Regions from separate parts of the Mus musculus genome. Here region 2 is linked to region 1. The links are chromatin contacts, called in public HiChIP or PLAC-seq maps. All regions are on one chromosome and are shown on one strand. Each heading gives the region's core, a stretch centred on a gene start, on an enhancer-like site or on the middle of the called end of the contact. The rest is flanking DNA. Distances are from core to core; before and after follow the strand shown.

Region 1 (6,028 bases), core at 1,149-3,648:
ACCTTTCTAGCTAGAAAAAGGTGGTTTTATTGAGACCTTGGGTTAAACCCTCTCTGACACCTTTTCTTGGCCTCTCTGGTGATACTAAGGAGGGGGCCACCTAGAACCTGGCTGGTCCCAGCACCTGGAATGTGGCGGGGGTGGGGTGGGAGTGGGGGGAGAGGAAGGCGGAAGGTATGTGGGAATAGTGAACTTGGCCTTTTCACGAAAGGCTTCCTTTCCCCCTGGAGAACAAGCAAACAGAACCTGTATATAGGGCAGTGGCCAACTGACCTCTCCGGTGACAGAGTCAGGGTGTGGCATTCCCTGTAAGCCTGGGCAGGCCCTGGGAAACTAAAAGAGTCAGAGCCTGGCTTAATGATGGGCGAGCCGGAGAGGATCCTGAATGGGCAGGTACTGGAGACTTGCTCTGCAAAGGGAGAAAGAGATAGGGTTTCTGGGAAGCGTACTGTGTTCGTTAGCCAAGCATGGCCCCCAAACCTCATCTTTCCATTCACAAGCATAGTGACTGAGCGGGAGGCCTAGGGAGGCCTTCAGAGCATGGTCTCCACCCATCATTTTAGTGTCTTTGTCCAACAACCTGTGGCATAAACTGTTCATTCCTGCCTGGTTCCAAGCTCAGCCCAGAAATTCCCATTACTGGGTCTTGCTCTCTGCCGCTCTCTTGGCAAAATGATTTTTCTGTTGGTAAGCCTCTTGTGGTCTGAGGATGTCTCACTCCTGCCTGAGAAAATGTTCTCCAATGCCTTTGGGGAGGGGGTTCAGTTCATTGTACCATCCTGTCTTTACCTCAGGCCTACGTTCCTGAGGTTGGTCTCTGGTCCACCACAGCTTTCTTTCTTCTTCTTCTTTCTTTCTTCTTTCAAGATTTCATTAGCTCAGGCTGGCTTTAAACTTTGTGCCAAAGTCTGTAAGTCAAATTCTCTGCATATCTGAGGATGACCTTGATCTATTGCTCAGTATACACCCCTCCCCCCAAGGCCCACCTACTACAGTTCTGGGAGTACAGTGTCTCGTGGTCTAGTTTTGTTGCTTTAAAAATCCTCCACGTGTCCCTTCAGCCTGATAACCAGTGAACTTTTTGCTGTTTCCATAGTCATTTTTCCAGAATGTCATGTGGTCAGAAACATACACTGTGTAGCTTAAATATGTTTCCTCATCTCTTGCTATATGCTTCTTCACGTTTCTCCCTGTCTTTCATTAACTCATTATAGAGTCTCTCTATGTATTCTTGGCTGGCCTGGAACTCACTATGTAGACCAGGCTGGCCGCAAACTCTTAGAGATCTGCCTGCCTTTGCTGGGATTAAAGGCACGCACCACTAGGCCTGGGTTTTTAAATTTTTTTTCCTAACACATGGTCACACACAACGCTCTAACAACTGAGTTATGCCCATTCACCCTATCAAAGTAGCCTGCACCCTTCCTTTAGTCTCTATTAATTGCTCTCCATTATTAATAGCCCCATGACTCTGAAATAATCTTCGTGCTTTAGCCAGCTCGAACCACCTATGTCTCTTCCCTGAGAATATGCATGTAAGGACAAGGGCCTAGGTGAAGGCGCTGACGCCTAGCTGGCACCCAACAAGGACCCCGCTGATCGCTTCTATGAAGACGAGCATGGTAGCATTTGACTTGGCACCAGGCGCCGCGAAGGGACGTTTGCAGAAACCAAGGAGGGGGACCGCGCAGCGCGGGAACCCGAATGCAGCGCTCTGTCCGCATTTTGACAGTTGACTGGCAGCTGAGGACCCAGGGACAGCCGACGGTGGATGATGGAAGGTTGACAGCTGAGTGGCAGTCAACCGCCGCGCACCGGGGAGGACCACTGCGCGCCCAAGGGGCCTAGCGCGCGGCGGCCGCTGCAGCTAACCGTAGCCCCGAGCCGACCTGGGCTGAGCGCTCCGCGCATGGGCAGCGCGCGCGAGGGGGCGGGGCGCCGGGGTCACGTGAGCGTGTTTTGGGCACGTGACCAGCGGCCCGGGCTCGCCCCCGCCCGCTCGCTCGCTCCCTCCTCCCTCGGCGGGCGGGTGTGCTTCGAGCGGCCTCGCCTCACCGCCTAGCGCCCCCCTCAGCCGTTGCTGCCGCCGCTGCCGCCGCCGCCGCCGGCCATGTCCCCCGGCCGCCGCCGCCGCCGCCCGAGCGCGGCGCTCCCGCGGCCCGGCGCGCACTGAGCGCGGGCCCGAGCCACCGTTTCGGGGCCCTTGTTCTCCGCGCCGCCGCCGCCGCCGCCATGTTGGGTTTGGAGCCGCAGCGGAGCCGCCGCCGCCGCCGCGGCTGACGAGGCCGAGCGCGGAGCCCGGGGCCCGCGCCCGCTCCGGGGCCCAGGGAGCGGGGCCCGTCGGAGTCTGTCGGAGCCCGACTGCCTGTCCTCCGTGCGAGCGAGTGAAGGAGCGAGCCGCCGGGGCCCCCGGCCGCGCCCTCTGCCGCCGGCCGAGCGAGCCGCGGAGCCCCCGAGAGGCAGCACCATGGCGGAACAGACCTATTCGTGGTGAGTGCGGGCTTTTGGGGACGAGGAGGCCGGGCCGGGCCGGGCCGCAGGTGCTCGCGGGGCTCGGGGTGCGGGCCGCTGGGCGTCCTCCGAGCCCGGGGGAGGGGCGGTCATTCGAGCCGCGCAGCGGAACCGACTGGCGCGGGTGCTGGCGGGCCAGGGGGGAAGCTGGAGAAGGGTGGGCAGAGAACGGGCCCGGGCGAAGGTGTACCCCACTCTCGGCGAGAACAGGTGGTAAGAGGCACAACTTGCAAGTAGTGAGGGCGGGAGCGACCGCTTCCGCGGTGGGCAGAGGCCCTGCGGCCCCGTGATCGAGCCCTGGCACAGCGGAGAGGGGGAGTCTTGTTCCAGGATGGCCACATTCTGTAAAGGAAGTCGTCGGTAGCAGCGGGGTCATGGGTAGTCTTTGTAAAGGGGTTGGTACTCTGCTCTGGGGATTCGAAGAGTGCTGGCCGGTGTTCTGGGGGTGGAGGGCTCGATCACGGGAATGTGTGTGTGTGTCCGTCCAGGTTGAGTCCCCCTGCCTGTGGGACTTTTTTTAGCAGCGTGTTTAGGGCTGAGGCACACACACTTGTGATTTACAGGGGGGAGGTGACAGATGCGTCCAAGTTTGGGGGGAAAGAGGTGAGAAGGGCAGAGGCGTGGAGTGTTTGCCGCGGAAGGAGGTTGGTTGTACCGGGGGCGAGTGGGAATGGTGTAGTTGAGCTGTGGCTTGAGGGTGAGAAAACAGGAGATGGGTGGGTTGGTGGTAGGTACCGGGCGGGCGGGGAACCTGGTCGCTGCAGCCTAAGAGATCGGAGATGGTTTCAAGCACTTGTGGCTTGGTACCAGAACTGTCGACTTTTCCGAAGAGTGGGGTTGAAGGTCCGCTTCGTTTTGTAATTGGAAAAGTGAGTTAGTTCTTCATTCCTGGACCCTAAACCTTTAAGTACCAGAATTGCCTTTTCCCTAACCTGTACAGATTGTGTGGCTACCTTCGGAAAAGTGAGTTAGTTCTTCATTCCTTGACCCTAAACCTTTAAGTACCAGAATTGCCTTTTCCCTAACCTGTACAGATTGTGTGGCTACCTTCCCAAAGCACGGGGCAAACTGTCAAGTGTTGGGAGCGTAAGTGAGCTGTAACTACCATAGGGAGACAGTAAAAGAGCCGGGTTATACACGAAAACAAGGGATGGTTATGCTAAGTCGGGAGCTCACTGTGTCCTGATGGAGGGTTAGTGATCGAACATGCTTTAGTAATGCAAACGGCAGCGATGTATGCACAATCTGAAAAAGAAGGTAACTGGGAAGTTGAGAGGAAATAACTAAAAGAAAAGTTGGGTTTTGGTGGCTCCAGTTGTGGTTTAAAAGGACAGACTAATAGTTGTGAGCAGCAGTGAGGGAGGGGCATCTCAATGGCAGGTGGGATTCAGTTTCTTACCTGCAGATGGACTAGGTAATGTTGGTGCTGCCATGGGCACTGGCAACACCTAGAGCTTGCTTGTCCTGCCCCACGAGGACTCCTCTGTGAATCCTCATGGCTGCCTTGTTGGTTTGGTTTGGTTTTGAACTGTACTGTAAAAAGAATATGGATTGGTTGAAAAAAAAATACCAGTGATGAGGAACTGGGGAAAGTGCTGTGTGCAACACACATTCGCAGCCCCAGTTTGGAGCCACAGAGTGATGTCCTGTGTGTAACATTGAAGGTGAAAGTGCCTTAATGGGTAGGTAGGCCACCTACAGCTTGTGTGGTGCTTGTGGGCTAGGTAAAGAGACTACTTTGTGGAGGCTGATCATTTATATGATAAACTCTCTTGAAACACTCCCTTGGGTCTTGACTTTATTTGATGGAATAAAGGAAGCAATCGAGTGAGTGCCTTGCCATCAGGACCCTCAGCCCCTCCTTTCCAGCTTGTTTTCAGGAGCAGAGTCCACAGTGTCCTGAGGAAGGATGGTGCACAGGGGAGAGGGCTGGGAAGCTCGGCCCCTACCCTGTTTTCTGGTTCTTCCAAGTCAACCAGGGCACAAGAACTAAACACACAGTATTTGGCAGATAGTTCTCACATGTCTCTAAGGAGGGGAAATCTTCCGTATTTCAGAGGAGGACACAGGCTCAGGAGGCCAAGTGATGTGTCCTGAGTATGTGGCCCATGATGCTTTGTGAACTCTCTGCTTCACCTATTCTCACAGAAATATCAGAATGCAAGAGCTATTCTGGACATATATGGAAGCTGAAGTTTGGATTTTTTTGGTCATTCTTCACTTGTTTTTTTTAGACTTATTTATTATTATATGTAAGTACACTGTAGCTGTCTTCAGACACACCAGAAGGGAGCATCAGATATCATTATGGGTGGTTGTGAGCTACCATGTGGTTGCTGGGATTTGAACTCAGGCAGGACCTTTGGAAGAGCAGTCAGTGCTCTTAACCGCTGAGCCACATCTCTCCAGCCCTTCACTTGGGTTTTATAGATATATATAAAAATGATACTTTAAAAACAGAATCAAGTGTGATTATTTGTATTCTGCATTTAGGAAGAATGTAGTTTTATCTGAGAACAAATCCCAGAAGGGATGTAGTATTTAAAAATAGGCTTATGTTATAGCCTCTGACATGTAAGTTACATATAAAGCAAGATTGCTGGGATTGGTCAATACTGTGATGAGCTCACAAGTTTGTTATTTTATTCTGTTGACTTGTACATATTTAACTTTTTTGTAATATTAAAAAAAATGGACCCTACCTATAAGATCATGTGGTTCTGATTTCTTGTACATGTTCATTTCCTAGAAAATTTTGTCACTCAAAGGTCTAGCTCAAGCTCCATCTATCTGAAGTGTGTTCTGCCCATTCCTGAAGGCAGTCTTGTTATTTTTAGTACTTGTGGTCCTGTCTGCATCACCTCTTCCACTTGTTATGTAAATCCTGAGCCTGGTCACTGTCCTTTGAGAGAGAGGGCTGTGGTACACCTGCCCTTTAGCCTCTTCTAGTGCCTAACACAGTGTCTGGCACACAGCTTTTGTCCAGGAAACCCTGTGTGGTGAGTATGACAGGGGCTACTGCAGGATTCCTGTCTACTAGGTTTCCTGATGTCCCATCATATTTACAATATGGTGTCATACTTTGTTTAGTCTTCTGAGACAAGGCCCACTGTGGCATCCAAGCTGACCTGGAACACATGATTTCAAGCCGACCTTGTAATCACTAGGTCAGCTACCTGCTTATCTTTTGGATGCTGGACAACAAGCCAGCAACACTGCTCCCTCTTGAAGTTTGGAAGGATGCCAGGATCTTCTTTTTTCTATTTGTTTTGGTTAGCCTTTGGTTTTTATTTGTTTGTTTTGTTGTTTTGGGCTTTTTCTTTTCTTTCTCTCTTTCCATCTTTCTTTCTTTCTTTCTTTCTTTCTTTCTTTCTTTCTTTCTTTCTTTCTTTCTTTCTTTCTTTCTTTCTTTTTTTGGGACACAGGTTGCTCCAAGTTTAAGGCTGGCCTGAGAATGGCTTTATACTCCTGACCTTTCTGCACCTCCTCTTCCGTGCTGGGATCATGGGCAATGCTG
Region 2 (6,028 bases), core at 1,355-3,854, 38 kb after region 1:
AATCTACAGGTTCAATGCAATCCCCATCAAAATTCCAACTCAGTTCTTCATTGAGTTAGAAAGGGCAACTTGCAAATTCATCTGGAATAACCAAAAAAACTAGGGTAGCAAAAACTATTCTCAACAGTAAAAGAAACTCTGGTGGAATCACCATGCCTGACCTCAAGCTGTACTACAGAGCAATTGTGATTAAAAACTGCATGGTAGCCGGGCATTGGTGGCGCACGCCTTTAATCCCAGCACTTGGGAGGCAGAGGCAGGCGGATTTCTGAGTTTTGAGGCCAGCCTGGTCTGAAGAGTGAGTTCCAGGACAGCTAGGGCTATACAGAGAAACCCTGGCTCCAAAAACCAAACCAAACCAAACCAAAACAAAACTGCATGGTACTGATACAGAGACAGACAGAGATCAGTGGAATAGAATTGAAGACCCAGAAATGAACCCACATACCTATGGTCACTTGATCTTTTACAAAGGAGCTAAAACCATCCAGTGGAAAAAAGACAGCATTTTCAACAAATGGTGCTGGCTCAACTGGCGGTTATCATGTAGAAGAATGTAAATTGATCCATTCTTATTTCCTTGTACAAAGCTCAAGTCTAAGTGGATCAAGGAATTTCACATAAATCCAGAGACACTGAAACTTATAGAGGAAGAAGTGGGGAAGAGCCTCGAAGATACAGGCACAGGTGTTGATACAGTGCAGTGGTTTTACTCGGGTTCCTGCAAGTCCCTTAGCACCTGTGTGTGTGTGTAAGAGGGCGGTGTGCACAACTTCCTCCCTGGCCTGCACTGTACACACTCCTGTGTCCCCTTTCCAGCACTCCCCAAACCATTCTGATTACCAGTGCTGACCTAGGCCTCTCCTCTCTGGTCCCCAACCCCTGGTGACCAGCAATGCTCATGCCATTTCTAAAGTTTTGTCCTTTTAAAGCCATGTGTACAGTAGTGGTTTTGTGAAGGGCTCATTGGGGGTGACTTGTCTTCGTTCTCCATGATATATATTGAACTCTCCTGACCTTAGAGATCATAACGGGAGCCTTGAAGTTGGCTGTCTTCTTCAGTAGGTCTCTTGTGTTATCTTTTCCTCTGTCTGTAGAGCCTGAACGTCCTTACCTGTCAGCTCAGGGCTCCAAGTAAACAAAAATGGCATCTGCCTAGGCTCTGAATGAATATAACCACAAGGAGCACAAAGCGAAGAAGCCCAGGTTCCAAGGGGAAGGAAGACTGTCTGCCTGTTGATGGGAACATTGGGAGCCCAGGTGTGTGGAAGAGTAGACTGTGTCCTTAGTGGCCAACCTTGGAGGCAATCTAGGATACATACTGTGTATATGACGGTACAGACGTCTGTCTGTATCTGTGATGAGTGTTTTCTTCGTTTTTGAAATGTGGATTAGTTTGAAATCCTATAAAAAGTAAGAAGTAGAACATGATGATTAGCTGCCTTCTGCAATGGCAGCTGCACATAAAGCACTTGTGTTGCAAGGCAGGTTGCCAGAGTTAGAGCATCAGCTATGGTGAGGATTCCCAAGGTATCTGTAGTATTTGTGGAACAAGTGGAAGCTGCCTTCAGGTGACAGGCTGATAGCCCGTGAGGATCATTCACCTCTCTCGTTGTCCTAGGCCAGCTGTCTTTGTGCTCTTCAAATAGAGGGGGCTTGTGGACATAGTTTTGGAGTCTGTGTTGCTAATATTGGACGACCACACAAATTGTGTTGTGTTTCAGGTAAGACATGTAAGGATATTGTATTCTAGGATATTTTTAGCTTTTCAGAACATATCTTTTAAGAGGTAAAAGAAGGAAAGAGACTTTTAGGCAAGAAATTGAAACTAGGAAAGCATTTAAAAAAAATATTTATTTATTATATGTCAGACACCCCGGAAGAGGGCACCAGATCTCATTATGTGGTTGTTGGGATTTAAACTCAGTACCTTCGGAAGATCAGTCAGTGCTCTTAACCACTGAGCCATCTCACCAGCCCCTGGAAAGCATTTTCTTAGGATTTTTTTTTAAATGAAGTGTTAAACTTTGCTGTGAAAGTGACAGTAGAATGGGATCAGAGGTTTAGATCTCAGCCTTCTTCAGTGTGTGTCAGTCTCTGTGTATGTGACTCTGTCTCTCCTGTCTGTCTCTGTGTGACTGTTTCTGTGAGTGTGTCTGTCTCTGTGGGGTGGGGCCTGAAAAAGGTTCTCATGTGTTACAGACTGGGCTCAGAAGTGGCTTTGAACTTGTGATCTTTCTGCCCATGTCTCCCACGTGCTGCTGAATTATAGGTGTTTCCTACCTTGCCTGATTTAGGTAGTATAGGCTAGAGAACCCAGAGCTTTGTGTGTGCTAGGCACACACTCTACCAATGCCTGGCAGATTCCCATTTGTTTACTTACTTACTTGTTATTGTGTGTATGTGTATGATGTATGTGTGTAAGTGCAGACATGCTCCCATCACTGTACACGTGGGGAGGTCAGAGGACAGCTTGGAGCAGTTGGTTCTCTCCTTCTGCCCTGTGAGTAAAGGAGCTCAAACTTAGATCAGTCTGGTTCCGCAGCAGCAGGAGCTTCATCCACCGAGCCATCTTTATGGCCATGGCACTGCCTTTGTCTCCTTTAACCTGAGTTTAAAGTCGAATCTTAGCTGACTGTGATTCTCTTTCCTGCCCCACCCCACCCCACCCCACCCTACCCCGCCCCACCCCATTCCTCAAGCTCAGGGCTCTGCCATGAGCTAAATCTGTAGCCCTCCCTTTTTTTAAAGACAGGGTTTCTCTGTGTAGCCCTGGCTGTCCTGGGACTCACTGTGTAGACCAGGGTGGCCTCGAACTCAGGAGATCCACCTGCTTATTAAAGGTGTGTTTTACTGTTCATTTTATTAGTTAGATACAAGTGATGCTTCATCATCTCCATGTACTCCCTTGCTGTTGCAGTCTCTTCTCCAGGAAGAGCATGTTCACAACTTTTACTTATTCTTTAAGTGACATTGTTGGTTTTATATAGAAATGGAAGAGTCATACACTCTGCTCACCAGTGTTTATCTGGTGGAGACATTGTAGCATTTTATCCCAGGCTGGCTTTCCATTTTGTTGTTCTTGTGATCTTGAGGACTAACTTGGGACTTCACCGGTGCTAGCCCAGAGCCCTACAACCAGGCTCAGTCCCCCACCCTAGAAGGCATAGTTTGATCATGATACTTACTGGTCCCAGCTAAGGTTGAGTTAGTTGGGAGTTGTGGCTGGTTAGAGCATGGCCTCTTGGAGCTGGAGCTGGTGGAGCCTCTATCTGACAGGATGTCAGGGAGATGAGGTGAGCCAACTCCAGCACACAGGAGGAGAGGAGCCCCACATTGCTCCCAGTTCCCACCCAAGGGGCTGCTACCATGCCAAACCCATGCTTCAAATCTCACATGGCCTTTATGGTGCACCTCAGGCAAACCCACACTTTGCCGCCATACCTTTTTCTCTTGAACCCAGATGAGTGGCTGCATGAAGGAAAACGCAATACAAACTTAGTTCAGAAACAATGGTAACTCAATCTCTAGGCACAACAACTAAAATCTAATCTTGTAGCCTTATTAAAATCTGATTCCTCCAGTGGCGAATCCTTGCACCATGATACTGGGAAACTCTAGCAGCTACATCCTACCCTTATGCTGTCCCCGTTCCAAAAGGCCATAACTCTCCTGCTTCTACTCTTCCTCCTTCCAACCCCGAAGTCCCGCCTACTCACCCAGTGATTGGCTCCTTTATTCATTAGGGGATTGGTTCCCAAGAACAGCACCAGGCCCGTGCACAACAAGGAAGCTTCAGTGGCTCTTCCTCTCTGTCTTCCCTGCTCTCTCTCCCTCAGTTGTCCTACCTGATAGCTTGAACAAGGGTGCAGGGTACATAAGGAAAGATGGAACGCTGGCCAGAAGCAATTTTACTAATTGGAGTTTATAGCAGATATTAGTTCCTTTAAGAAGACAGGAGATCTTCTTGGTTTTAGATCTGGTGAATGGGAGGTGACCTTAGAAATGGAGGTGGCTTTATTGAACTTGAGTCTCAGATACTCCCTTGTTGAGTATTTGTTATGGCTTGGATGAGAGCGGCTCCCATACGGTCATATCTTTGCATGCTTAGTTCTCAGTTGATGAACTGTTTGGAAGGATCAGGAGGCGTGGCCTTGTTGGTGAAGGTGTGTCATTGGGAATGGAACTGGAGGGGCCATATCTCCTCTCCCTCCCTCCTCCCAAGTAAATGTTTTCTTCTTTCAGTTGTTTCTTCACAGCAATAGAAGGGTGATTAAAACTGTTCATGTGACATTCCTCTTCAACTTTTTAATTATCTGATAAAAAACATACAAGCAATAGAAACATCAGGAAAACCATTGGTGGACTAGCTAGGTCACAGCCTGTAAGCCACTCTAATAAATTAACTTTTATATGTGTTACAAATTCATTCTAATAGTCCTATTCCTCTAGAGAACCCTGACTAATATAGATTTCTGCAAGTTTATAAGATTTTGGTCAAGTTCTAAACTAGTTTTGGATAAAGGTAAAAGGCTTCTGTTTTCACTGTCATTAAGTCACTGGAGGAGTGTACTATGTAAGCCATGCTGTTCAGTTCGCACTGGCTTGTCTGAGCTTTTCCTTGCCGTGCATCTGTTGTAGTCAGTAGAAGACAGTCTTCAGCACAGGTGTCATAGCTGTGACCCTGGATATATTCTCAGACCACAATTAAGATGCACATGTTTTTCCAGCTGTAAGACCCAGAGGACCCCAAGGGTCACCGCAGGAAAGGGTGAGAACATATTGTAACAAGAACCTTTGTGTAGTTTCTGCTCTGCTCTGCACTCATCCTTACCTTCCAAAGCTGTTGATAAAGTGCTCGGGTCAACCAGTTCTAGCTCAGTGCTATTGCCTGGGAGACTGTGTTCTTTTTTATCTGAGTGCTCATCAGTCATTGGTATCTTTCTCCCTGTTAGTCTTGGTACTTGCAGCTGTTGGTACATGTGTGTTCTTTCTGTCAGTCATGAAAGTATAATAAAATGCTTGGTACTTAGGAAGGGATGATGATATTTTGATACTTGCCAATCTACCCCCTTGTTGTGGCCTGGCTCTGGGTTGTTGAGGACTTCTGCTAGTGCACACACACATACTATCTTTGTGAACGAAAATCTACTCATCTCTCCAGACGACTACCCAATCCACTAGGACATGATTCCACTTACCAGATTACACTCATTGTCAAAGTCAGTCCACGGGGAGGAAGGGATAGGTTGTCTTTTATCTTACTGGCTGTCTTAGCCTGGTGTTCTTGTTTAGAAAACAAGAAGACACAGCAGTGCCTGCTATTTTTTCTGTAAATGTTCAAATAGTAAATATTCGTGGCTTTGTGAGCCATATGGTGTCTGTCACAAATACTCAGCTGTCAAAGCGCTGAAGTGGCAGCCTAGACAGCACATAAGGAATGGATTTTGCGTGTCTGTTGGAATGTAATGATTGGCTGTAGTTTGCTGACTTCCTGAGCTGTGTAACCCTTGCCATAGCTCTGTGTTTCTCCACCACACTGCACTGCACTGCACTGCGCTGCGCTGCACTGCTTTGTACCCTGTGCCTCACACAGTTGTTCCTCCTGAGGACTCTTAACTTACCTTCGTCCCCTTCAGTAAATGATTAATTTGTTCAATTTTTATTTCACACGATACCGATTCTTTCAAGCTCAAAATACAATCACACATTGTGCATTCATTCTGAGAAGTGTGTCACTGAAGGTGTTGTGTGCATACAGTGAACATCTATCCTAAAATTGCCAAATGTCAGTGGCTTGTATTGTTTGGAATAACCTATCCATTTATTTTGATGTGAGTTGGTGTTTTCCCTGCATGTATGTGTGTGTGAGGGTGCCAGCTTATTTGGAACTGGAGCTAGACAGTTGTGGGCTTCCATTCGGGTGCTGGGAATTGAACCATTTTCCTCTGGAAGAATAGCCAGTGCTCTTAACCACTGAGCCAACTCGTCAGGCCCCTCCCCCATCAATTCTTAAAGGAAGAAACCA

What was found. HiChIP or PLAC-seq counts read pairs in DNA pulled down with a chosen protein or histone mark.
Region 2: an H3K27ac HiChIP or PLAC-seq map of embryonic stem cells shows a contact between it and region 1, with 18 read pairs. The contact joins the enhancer-like site here to the promoter of Sppl3 in region 1. A contact is called at or near these places in 1 of 39 promoter capture datasets (fetal liver), 2 of 15 datasets of contacts at CTCF or cohesin (CD8 T cells and the NIH/3T3 cell line), 14 of 484 Hi-C or Micro-C datasets (CD4 T cells, DN3 thymocytes, the G1E-ER4 cell line and 9 more), 18 of 115 datasets of contacts at active chromatin or transcription factors (the 230-238 cell line, CD8 T cells, the HPC-7 cell line and 11 more) and 3 of 9 other capture datasets (adipose tissue, liver and pancreatic islet).

Annotation. Positions count from the first base shown.
Region 1 is chr5:115,009,126-115,015,153 of GRCm38.p6, forward strand. It overlaps Sppl3 (signal peptide peptidase 3), which reads left to right and starts at 2,399. Exons shown (of 11, transcript NM_029012.2): 1 at 2,399-2,490. The coding sequence starts at 2,468.
Region 2 is chr5:115,047,262-115,053,289 of GRCm38.p6, forward strand. All of the region lies in intron 1 of Sppl3 (signal peptide peptidase 3), which reads left to right. Among named protein-coding and RNA genes, the nearest start is that of Sppl3, 39 kb to the left of the region's middle. Within about 2 kb of position 2,605, at least 31 of the 459 cell types and tissues checked have an H3K27ac peak or open chromatin away from gene starts, as enhancers often do. A contact at or near this core is called in double positive thymocytes and embryonic stem cells, where this site is marked.